Regions from separate parts of the Anser cygnoides genome. Here region 1 is linked to region 2. A link is a contact called in public Hi-C data. All regions are on one chromosome and are shown on one strand. The core of a region is the stretch at or near the end of the contact, and the rest is flanking DNA. Distances in the headings are between cores, read along the strand shown.

Region 1 (5,135 bases), core at 164-2,663, 150 kb before region 2:
CTTCACCTTCACCTGATGTGGCTGTAGCTTGGCTGCACAACTCGGGCACCCTGCCTCTCGGGGCTGGCAAGGGAAACAAGGGGCCTGAGGGGTTAATGTGCTTATGGATTTTGGTGTTTAGGTTTCCTTTAAGACCCCAAATAAATTAATTTCTGTGCCTGATGCAGCCTGTTCCTTCACCTCAGGTCCCCTCAACTATTCTACAGCACTGCCAAAGCACGTGGTATTTAAGCTAAAATAAATTGCTTTGTTAGATACTTTAGATAAAAGGGGTGAGTCTGGAGGATGCATGCACCTTTATTTCCATCAGCTACAGATTAATTTACTGCTAAATTTACTGAAAAAAATAAATAATTAAAACAGGTTTGAAGATGGCCAGCACAAGGGTAGGTTCTCGGTACTGCTAGATGCCCTCCCTATCCTTACGTGCAGGCTGAGTCCCCTCTGCTTGCATTTTGTGTTATTTCTAAAAAGCAAAAAGCAGCAGCCAGCCAGTTTTACATCTCTTTGCCCAGGTAGGAAAAAACAGCATGATTTATGGAAAATGGGGCATAATATTTCTCAGGACTGTGAAATATCTGCCTCCTCCCTGTGCAGGGGACAGGTGCTGGGATGGGGGGCACTGCTTTGGGGTGCAAAGCAAGTGAGTGCCAGACTGCGGGGACTAAGCCTGCAGGTGACAAAATGAAATTGTGGCAATAAAAAGGGCTTCACTGGCTTACACCGAACTGTGGAGCGTGCTTGAGAGGTGTGCACAGGGCTCCTGCAAGGAGCTAGAGGCAGTGCTGGACTCTGGGAGCTGCTCCCGGCAGAAGCACTGGGGCTAGGGCAGGGGCTCTGCCTCACCTCCCCAACCCTGGGCAATGTTTTGCAGTGGGGTCAGCCACCGGGGAGTCAAAAAGCCTGGGAAAGGCTCAGGGAGCTTCTCCCTTGGCTGAGTTTTCAGGCCGTGCCGTACCTACGCTCCCTGCAAGGAGCAGGGCAGGCGGGACGGAGCACTCAGGATTTTGGAGGAGGCAACCGAAAGGTCACCGCAGGGATCGGTCGGTCACTCACCGGCGATCTCCTCCGTCCCGGTGCTGCCCAGGCGGCCAGCCTGGCCGCTTGTGGGTGCACCCGAAGGGCTCTGGGGGACGAGGGTCCCCCTGCACCCACTGCACCACAGGAACACGGGCGAATGCAGCAGCCAACGAGTGCACACGCGTTGGCACGGGGCAGCCCCTCAGCAGGGGTGGCAGTGGGGGTAAAACCAACTTACGTCAAGCTGGGACACGCTGCATTACGCTGCAAAAGTCCGGCACGACCACCCAGGCTGCCCGCACACACATGCCGGTCTCCCCATGTACCAAAATGCTTCATCTGCAGCGGGGACTTCCTGGGAGGAGTCTCGGAAGCTGCAGGAAGGCAGAAATCGAGCTACAACACTCGGATAGAGAAGATGGTACCGGGGAAAAGGAGCTCTCGGGTCACTCCGAAGCACCAGAAAGGAGAGGGCTTTGGGGAACTGGTGCCTTCCTCGCAGTGGCTCAGAGCCAGAAGTGCCAGAGGATCTTGGCTGCCTGAGAAAATAACGCAGCCTATTGTTCAGATGGAGCCTTGTACCTGTAACGGGGTAATTAGTGTGGCAGGGCTCTAATTACCTGCAGCATCGTCCAGCTCCTGGGCTGTGGACAGTCAGAGGGACAGAGACCAGCCTCAGAGGGGGATTTTGGCAGGTATGCAGGAACTGAACTCTCCACCAGGTGTGTGAGAGGTGACAATTGCTCAAGTGAGGCGTAGAGAGCAAATTATCTTCTCTCGGCTTCCCTTTTCCTTTTGTGACAGGGCATTACATGCCCTGGTGAATCAGGTCGTGTAGCTCTCCTGAGTAATGACTGTCTCCCTCTCTCAGTAGGAAAAAGTGAGGCACAGGGAAGGAAGCGGCTGACGTCCGCTGTGCAAAGGTTCCCGACTCCTGACACGACATCCCGCCGCCAGGCCCACAGCATCAGTGCCGTGACTAAGCGGGAGGGAATTTCTGTGCAGGCAGATGCAAACTCTTTGTTTGCTAAACTTCTGTTTAACTCAAACACTGAAACAAACAACTGGAAGGAGAGCTTTTGTTTGCTCCTGTAAGGATTTCACAACACATCCTGAGACAATCTTACAGCTCAGTCCCTCCCGCTGCCCTAATCTGGGGTTGTTTGATTCTGAGTTGAGCTCACTAGACATGCTAAACCAGCAGAAAGCCATTCTGGTAGAAAAAATGGGCAGTTTTCTGTCAGGTTCATAAGCTGAACAGGCCCAGGGCAGGGTGTGAGTGCTAAAGCCACAGCAAGGAAGTAGAGACCTGGGCAGGGCCCAGAGCAGAAGGGAATGGGGAGAAGAGGCCATGGGCAGGAGTATGAACTCTCATCCTCTTTGACAGGATTTGGCCTTTATGCTGGCTCAACTGTAACATGTAACTTCACCTTATTTTCCCCTTAAAATACAGCAGAAAGCATATTTTGATTTCAGTACATCCAAACATGAACAATCATTCTTAATGTCATATTTTCCAAAAATCTAGCTCTTGCCCTGTGTTAGGTATTGTCTCCAAAACTGTCCTCTGGCAGGTGGGATCAAAGCTCCCCTGGTGCAGGTCCTGTGCCCGTGGTTACAGAGATATTAAGACCAATAATGTTCCTAGAAAGCCACAGATATGCTTATTTTACTACAGCAGCAATCATTGGTGTATACAAGTTAAAATTGGCTGCACTTAACCACTCAGAACTGCTTTTTGTACACTGATGAAATTATAGTGAATGCCTTTGAACTATCCTTTATGAATATTTTAAAAAATGATGCTGCCCATCGTCCTCTAATGAGTCAGCCAAATGCAAATAATCATGAGTGGATCAGCCTGCTTTTTTTCAGGTCCCACAAAACTGCTGGTGGATGTATCCTCTCCACACAGCATTATTCCTATTCCAGCAGTGAGGAAATGAACGCTGTTTTTTAGTGGTCTCAGTTTGCTGAACTGGAGAGGAGGAGGCTCAGGGGAGACCTTATTGCTTTCTACAACGACCTGAAAGGAAGGTGTGGGGAGCTGGGGGTTGGCCTCTTCTCACAGGTAACTAGCGATAGGACAAGAGCGAATGGCCTCAAGTTGTACCAGCAGAGGTTCAGGTTGGAAATTAGGAGACATTTCCTCTCAGAAAGAGTGGTCAGGCATTGGAATCGGTTGCTTAGGGAGGTGGTGGAGTCACCGTCCCTGGGGCTGTTTAAGGAAAGGTTGGACGTGGTGCTTAGGGACAGGGTTTAGTGGGTGACATTGGTGGTATGATAATGGTTGGACCAGGTGATCTTGAAGGTCTTTTCCAACCTTAAGGATTCTATGATTCTAGATGAGAAGAATGGTGTTTTCCACATAGAATCATAGAATATTCCCCTTTAGAATTTTTTCCATAGGTTGGTTCTTGAGGAATGAGCGGTAAATGATGATTAAATGATTGGGTACTGACGTTAAAATATTTTCGTTCTCCTATTAAATAGCCTTGATGTTGATGCTGGTTGTATCCACTATAAACTGTAAGGCAGAGGTAAATCTTGTTATACAGGATTGTTTTCCAGAAAGAGTTTGAACTCCAAAACAGAGCTGTCCTGCCACAGGCCCCCACAGGCCCTGGGCTGAGCCCAGCGTCGCGGCTGCCCCTTTAAGACTCTCCCCATTTTGCCCCCTGCCCTGCACCAAGATGGCGCCCACGCCTTCACCTTCCCCCCCCCCCCGCCGCATTACGCCCCCGGCGCCCTGCGTAAAGATGGCGCCCCCTTCCCTTCGCGCCCGCTCCCAAGATGGCGGCGCCCTCCTCCCCTGACTAGCGGCGGCCGCCGCCATGCCGGGCGGGTGAGGTCAGTTCCTGGGTGGGGCGGCCGCGGTGCGGTCAGGGCCGAACAAAAGGAGCCGGAACCGGCGTGAGGGAGGGAGGGGAACGGGACGGACGGGACGGCGGGGCCAGGTGGGTGCGGGTGGCGATGGCGGGGAGGCTGGGGTGCGTCCCCCCGTCCCCCCCTGCGTTCCCCCCCTCAGCGGCTGGGAGGGGACGGGCAGGGCACGGCACGGCGGGGTCTGGGGGTGCCTGAGGGGGGATCCGTGAGGGGATGAGGGGATGGCGGCGGGCGGGGAGGATGTGCTGAGTAACGGGGCGCCCAGTCCTGCCCCCCCGGGCCCGCCGCCACCGCCCTGACAGCCGGGGGGGGGGGGCCGGGGCTGGTGGCCCCCGGGTGTGTGGGGCGAGGTCCGGGCTCCTTCCTTTCTTCCCTGGTGGTGGGGCGGGTTGGGGCTGCTGGCTTTGCTTAATTTCTGGCTTCTTTCCTAGCGGATGTTTTATATATATATTTTTTTTTCTTCCCCAAAATGTGAGGTGACGTGGTAGCTTGGAGGGCAGGTGTGGGGTTGAGGAGCTGCCGGTGTGAGCGGGGTTTGGGGGGTGCTGGGCTTGGGGTGGTGCTGAGGCTGTCACCCGAGGAGACGTAGGGAGGGAAGGTCAGAGAGTCCACTCCCTTCAAGCTTTCCTTTGTAGCAGTCTGGCACGGCTGAAATAGAATCGCTTTGATTACGAGTGGGCCACTTCAAAATCTGCCACCCCCAATGCCAGCTTTGGGAGCAGGAGGAATGTGCTCTTAGCGGAGCGTCTTTACCTGTTATTTTTAGTGATATATCTTCCTTTTCCAGTGCTTTTTTCACCTCTTGTTGACAAAATGCTGTCAGAAGTTCTGCAGTCCTCCATGGCTGGGTGCTTGAGTGATCTCTCAAAGCCTAGGGTTGCTCCCTTGTCTGTTTTCCCATGCCCTGTGCTGACATGCAGGAAGCAAGGAAAAAAACAGCTGTTGTAATCCTTGGTGGTGGTGCTAAACTGCTGCTGCTTTTAAGGTGAACATTGGTAGATATGTGTTGAGAAGAAAGGGAGCAGTTGCTTGAATCCAAAATCGTAAGGGAGATGATCTGCATTTTCAGATTCCTGTTGGTAACATTTAAAGTAATTTTGAACTTGTCAGGCTAGAAAGTAAGTAGTAAAGCCATGAGTTGTTTTTCTCATCTGTTAAAATCTAGACCTTTCTTCCACGAGGTTAATCTCTTTTTACCAGTTTGGGTCTAGTTATAAGAATAGAATTCC
Region 2 (5,141 bases), core at 2,620-5,119:
GTTTGGGGTTTGTGCTTCGCTTATGGTATGGTAGAGGGGGACTGAGGCAGCGGGGGCTCTTGGTGCAGGGCTTGAGCAGGGAATTTCCTTCAGCTTCTTAGGGCAGCTGTGCGATGCTAACAGGTTAAGGGATTTAGTGACCACAAACAAGGTCAGGGACTCCGTTTCGTAAGCTCCGCTCACCCAGATCCTGGTGAACCTGCACAGCTCAGGGAGGCCAGCGGCAGGCTGCTGACGAAGATGATGCAATAAAAACACAGATCCCGGTGGATGCAGCCAGCACGTCGGAGAGGTGTGCAGCAGACCGCCTCCCTCCCTAATCAGCGCCCGGGGCCAAAGTCCCGACCTACCCAGTTCTCTGTTTTCTTGGCTCTCCTCTCCAGGCCTTTCTGCAGCCTCTCCCCGACGCCTCCCGGCTTGCGGAACTCGGCCACCAGCTCCTGCGTGTGGTTCAGCTCCTCCTCGCTGATGATGGGCTGCAGCATCTGCAGGTAGCGGTCCAGCGTCTGCTGCAGCGGCGGCACGGGGAGATGGGGCAGCGCTTCTTGATGAAGCAGGAATCTGCCCGGGATCTTGCCTAAAGCCGTCGGCTTCAGCAGGCCATAGGGCCTGGCCTGTAAAGCACAGAGCACATGTCGAGACACACATTCCCCCCGATGTCCGTGAGGTAGCAAATAACCTAGATCTGGGAGTCTCCATCCCAGATTGAAGGTGCACGGAGGTCTCAGCATGGGAGCAGAGCACACGAAGCGCCAGTGCAAGGTTCAGGTCTGCTGGCTGCATGCTCTAGCAATCTCTAGTCTCGTCTCTAGATGGTTGTAGGATCTCCCAAGGATCTCTGCTTGATCTCCCGAGATCCTGATTCCCATCTCATCAGAGGAAACACCGCCAGGATAACGAAACATCTCCCAGTGTCTGGGCATGTTTCAGCTGTGTTTGACAATGTCAAACCCTTCCATCCCATGTTAAGTGGGAACAAAGTAAATTGTGAAAGAAATTTCCTCTTAGCCAGAAACTGTTTCATCGCTTCTTATGATGTACAACAGCATCGTACGATACCCTCGTGCCAAATCAAACAACCCTTTACACTTTGAGGAGGCAGAATGTAGTTAAGGCGAGTCAAATCTGAGGCACAATTAACTCCCCCCGCCCCAGCTTTGGCCAGGGATGGTTTATCACCAGCGACGGCTGGGGAGGACTGGCTGTGATGTGCTGGCCCTGGGGCAACGCTCCTTTGTGCTGGTGAACCCCCCCCAGTTCGTGGAGGACCCAGCTGTATTAGGAGGACCTCTATCTAGTGGTGCCGTTACGGATCTGGCCAAATTATAGGGATCTTTGGAGAGGGGTCAGAGTGAACTGTTCGGGAAATCGTGGCTGCTATAAACAGGCTGCACAGATCGGACAGGGAGCGAAAGCCCTTAGAAAGCTCCGCACCAGATGCTCTTCTACAGGACTCTGGACTTTGCCTGAGGATGCAAAGCCAGTGAGAACATGCCCTTTGCTTTCCAAAGCAATAAGAAAATAGGTGTCCGCCAGCCCCCACCTCCCAAGAGTTAAGCACGGAGAAGAAGAAAGCTAAGTCTGCAAGGCGACAAAAGCCTTCTGTGCAGTGCTGAGCCCCCAGCAAAAATGCTCTACGCTCCTCGGAGGACCTGCTAAGAACTATGGGGTCAAGATCTGGGGAAGGAATGTTAAAAACAAGAGAAGGGGGAATTACTGAAGCATGAAAGGAGAGGGGCTGGGAAGAAATGAAGGGGGTTAATCATGGCAGCGTGGGCATACTGTACCTTCTCTGCTTGCTTCTGCTTCCTATCCATGGCTGGGAGGACAGAAATGATCGTAAAGCTCTCCCTCGGCCTGTCTTGGTTTCCTCTTCCCCCTGACAATGTGCTGCCCGTGCAGGGCGTCACCTCATTAGCAAAGTGCCACATGACTGCTCTGATCAGAGGGCTAAAGGCCAGACACAGGCCCGGGAGAGCCGGGGGTAATCTGCGGGTAATCGGACCGTCCGATTGCATCAAGCGCCGCAGAGGCACCTCTCCAGGAAGCCCTCCCTCGGCCGCTGCCCGTCAGCCCCGCGTTGCCCGTTCGGTGCCTGCTGCTCTCTCTTCGATCGATAGTTCTGGGCCCCCAGCCATGGCAGAAGTGAGGGTGCTGGGCATGTTTTTCCCTCAGCGCGCAGGAGCGGAGGGGGGGGCTTCTCCCTTAGAGGCTGCCTGCAGTGAAGCTGCAGCAGCCAGGGGGAGGGGAACCAAAATACCTGCGGGCAGGAGGGACCCCAAGTTCTGTCCTGGAAGCAGGCGGCACCAGGGGGTGTCACTGCATGGGACAAGCACGGGAAGCACTTCTGTGGGTGATGGGGAATTTAGTCCCTTTACTCAGGTAAAGGTGGCCAGAGGGCGTTGGATGAGGACAGCTCTCCAGCAGGAACGGGTCAGTGACTGCGTCAGTAGGGGAATTAGTGGGAGACAGGAGCAGGTTCACTTTGGGGCTAAAGGTGGTGTCCTACTGCCCTCGCCCCCATGCACGTATGATCGTTATTGCACGGCTGTGGGGAGCTCTGGGCCATCAACCCTTAAAAAGAGTAAAAAAAGTATCTCCAAAGCAGGGCAGCAACAGAACTGTGCTGTCACAAGGACTATTTCCCCATCTTTATGTCTGTCTGATCTACTGTGGGGCAGATGAGCAGGCTTTAACGTAGCTAAGATCAAGTATGATAATCCCAAGCAACGAGTTTCATATTTCCCTAGGGTTAACCAGGAAAATCCCAAACCACAGTGAGAACGCCCCCGTTTAAAAGCACGGAGCGGTTTTGCATCGTTCCTCTTTCACGTCCTCTGCTTGCTCGGTGCGAGGTCAAAGCGCAGCACTTGGTGGGAGGAGGAGGAGGAGCAGCGATCGCGGCCGAACAGAGGAGAGGCAGCCGGCAGCAAAAGACAGCGCAGAGCCCACCTTTTCCCCACGAGCGACGGGGAAAACGAACACGCGCGGGGTGCGCGGCCGTGGCCGGCTCGGGCTGGCGCCGCTCCCCGGCCCCGTTGCAGCTCGGCAGCTGCCCTTTCCCAGAGCCTGCCAAGCCGCTGGGAAACCCACCTGCGGGCTGGGGCTGGAGGGCAGCAGGCATTTCAGAGCCGGGTCCGATTCCCAGCACGGCCGGAGGTGTCAGGTGGCGGCGGGGTTTGTCTTTTCTTTTCAATCGGAAACCGGAGCCCTCTCGCACCCCGAGAAAGCGGCTCGGGGGGCGAGGCCGTCACGTAGCCCCCGCTGTCCGCCGCCGCCGCCTCCTCCTCCCGGGGGGATCTGCCGGGGGGCTGCCTTCCCCTGCCTGCCCCTCGGCAGGGGCGTTGGGACGGGCGGCCCGGGGGGGTGCGGGGGTCACCGTCCCCGGGGGGAGGGGGGGGGGGGGGGGCTCACGGCCGGGCCGGACGCGGTGCTTGGGGCCAGGCGCGGCGGTGACACGGGCGGCAGGGGACGGCTGGAGCAGCTGATCCTGAAGGGCTTCTCCAACCCTACGCACCCAGAATGACGTTCCCTCGCGGTTTTAGGGTTCCCTGAACGCCAACCCCGCAGGGCTGAGCCCCCCCCGAGCCCCCCCTGCGCGCCCCGTGCCCAGCCCCGCTCCAGCACCCCCCGCCCGGTCCCGTCCCGTCCCGGGCCCGCCGCCGCCCCCTCGCCCCCCCCCGGCCCTGCCCAGGCCCGCTGGGCCCCCACTCACCGCCGCCCTGGCCACGAAGGCCAGCATGGCTCCGCGCCCGCCGCAAGGACACCGGCGACACCGGGCACCGCCGCCACCGCCGCCGCCGCCGCCCCGCTCGGCCGCCAAGGGGCGGGGCCGCCCCGCCGCCATCTTGGAGCGGGGCGAAGCCGGCGCTGCCATCTTGGATAAGGGCGCAGCCCCGCCGCTGAGGGAAGGAGGCGGTTTCCGAAGGGCGAGGCGGCTCCTCCGCAGGCTGCTTTGCTCGGAGCTCAGCGAGGGGGCGCCCTGCCCGCTGAGGAGCGCCTCTCCTCCCTCCTAACGCCGCTCAGCCGCTCCCCGCTTCGCCCTTCACAAACATGGCCCTGTGGGCAAAAGCCGTGCCCTACACCAAGATGGCGGCGGGGGCGCGACGGTGGCCGGGAGCGGCCAAGCCGGCGGCTGCCTGCCGCTGCCCCTCAGTGCCGGGCGGCGTGCCCTTCTCAAAGATGGCCGCGGGCGGCTTCAGCGCGTCCTGGGGGTGAGGGGGGAGAGGTGGCGGCGGCGGCGGCGGCCGGGCTCCGGGAAGATGGCAGAGAGCGAGCAGCGGGCAGGTGACGGGGGGAGCGCGGCCGGGAGCCGGCGGGGCCCTGACGGGGTCCTGGGGATTCGGGGGACTGGGGGGGGGGCGGCTCTTTGGGGGGTGGCGGGGGGCTGCCCCGTTTTTGGGGGGAGAAGCCCGCTTTTTTGGGGGGGCTGCCCTTTTGGGGGGAGAAATTCCCTTTTGGGGGAGGAGGAGCTGCTCTTTTTGGGGGGGGAGCTCCCTTTTTTATGGGGGGGACCTCCCCCTTTTTGGGGGAAAAGCTCCCCTTTTTGGGTTAAAACTCCCCTTTTGGCGTCCAAAGCGGCTGGTACCGGGCCGGGGGCGGTCCCTGTGCTGAGGGGTTTGGGGCCACCGCAGCAGGCCGGGGCTGGGCTGTGCCGCCCGCTGGTCGTGCCTCAGTTTCCCCGTGGTGAGGGACGGGCAGCACCGAGCCCCTCTCACGGCGGGACCGGGACCGGGACCGGGCTGGGAGCGTCCGGGTCCTGGGGCCCTGCACCCCGGGGCAGGCCCTGGCCTCCTCTCGGGTCTTTGCGCGTCGTTTGTGGCACCGAACAAGTCGGCGTTTGCCTTTCCCACCGCAGCTCTGGAGGTTTTCGCTGCGCTCGTGCCATAAGCTGTGTTATAAAGAGCGCCGTCATCGTGGTGCTAATCGCTGGGTGAATTTTCAGAAGGCAGGGAGACGTCTTTCTTCTGAATTCCTCACGTCCTGTTCCTCTCATCCCTGTATCCGGGGTTTTACTGGAACCTATGATCGGGGACAAACCTAACACCCGAGGCAGGTGATGAGACTCCGTCAGTTCTTAGACGGAGAATCGTTTCTAAGGTTACGTGACAGATCTGTAGCAGATTCTCTGTGGTTCCTGG

The links. Hi-C and Micro-C count contacts between places; a contact is called where the count stands out from the background.
Region 1: a Hi-C map of liver shows a contact between it and region 2, with 4 times the contacts expected there. The contact joins the promoter of KYAT1 here to the promoter of CRAT in region 2. A contact is called at or near these places in 2 of 7 Hi-C or Micro-C datasets (both in liver).

The regions. Positions count from the first base shown.
Region 1 is chr20:6,304,035-6,309,169 of Taihu_goose_T2T_genome, reverse strand. It overlaps KYAT1 (kynurenine aminotransferase 1), which reads right to left and starts at 1,413. Exons shown (of 14, transcript XM_048054695.2): 1 at 1,259-1,413. It overlaps LRRC8A (leucine rich repeat containing 8 VRAC subunit A), which reads left to right and starts at 3,766. Exons shown (of 4, transcript XM_048053037.2): 1 at 3,766-3,870.
Region 2 is chr20:6,155,009-6,160,149 of Taihu_goose_T2T_genome, reverse strand. CRAT (carnitine O-acetyltransferase) reads right to left here and starts at 3,869. Exons shown (of 14, transcript XM_048053057.2): 1 at 3,716-3,869; 2 at 351-614. The coding sequence starts at 3,847. It overlaps PTPA (protein phosphatase 2 phosphatase activator), which reads left to right and starts at 4,133. Exons shown (of 9, transcript XM_048053203.2): 1 at 4,133-4,287. The coding sequence starts at 4,263.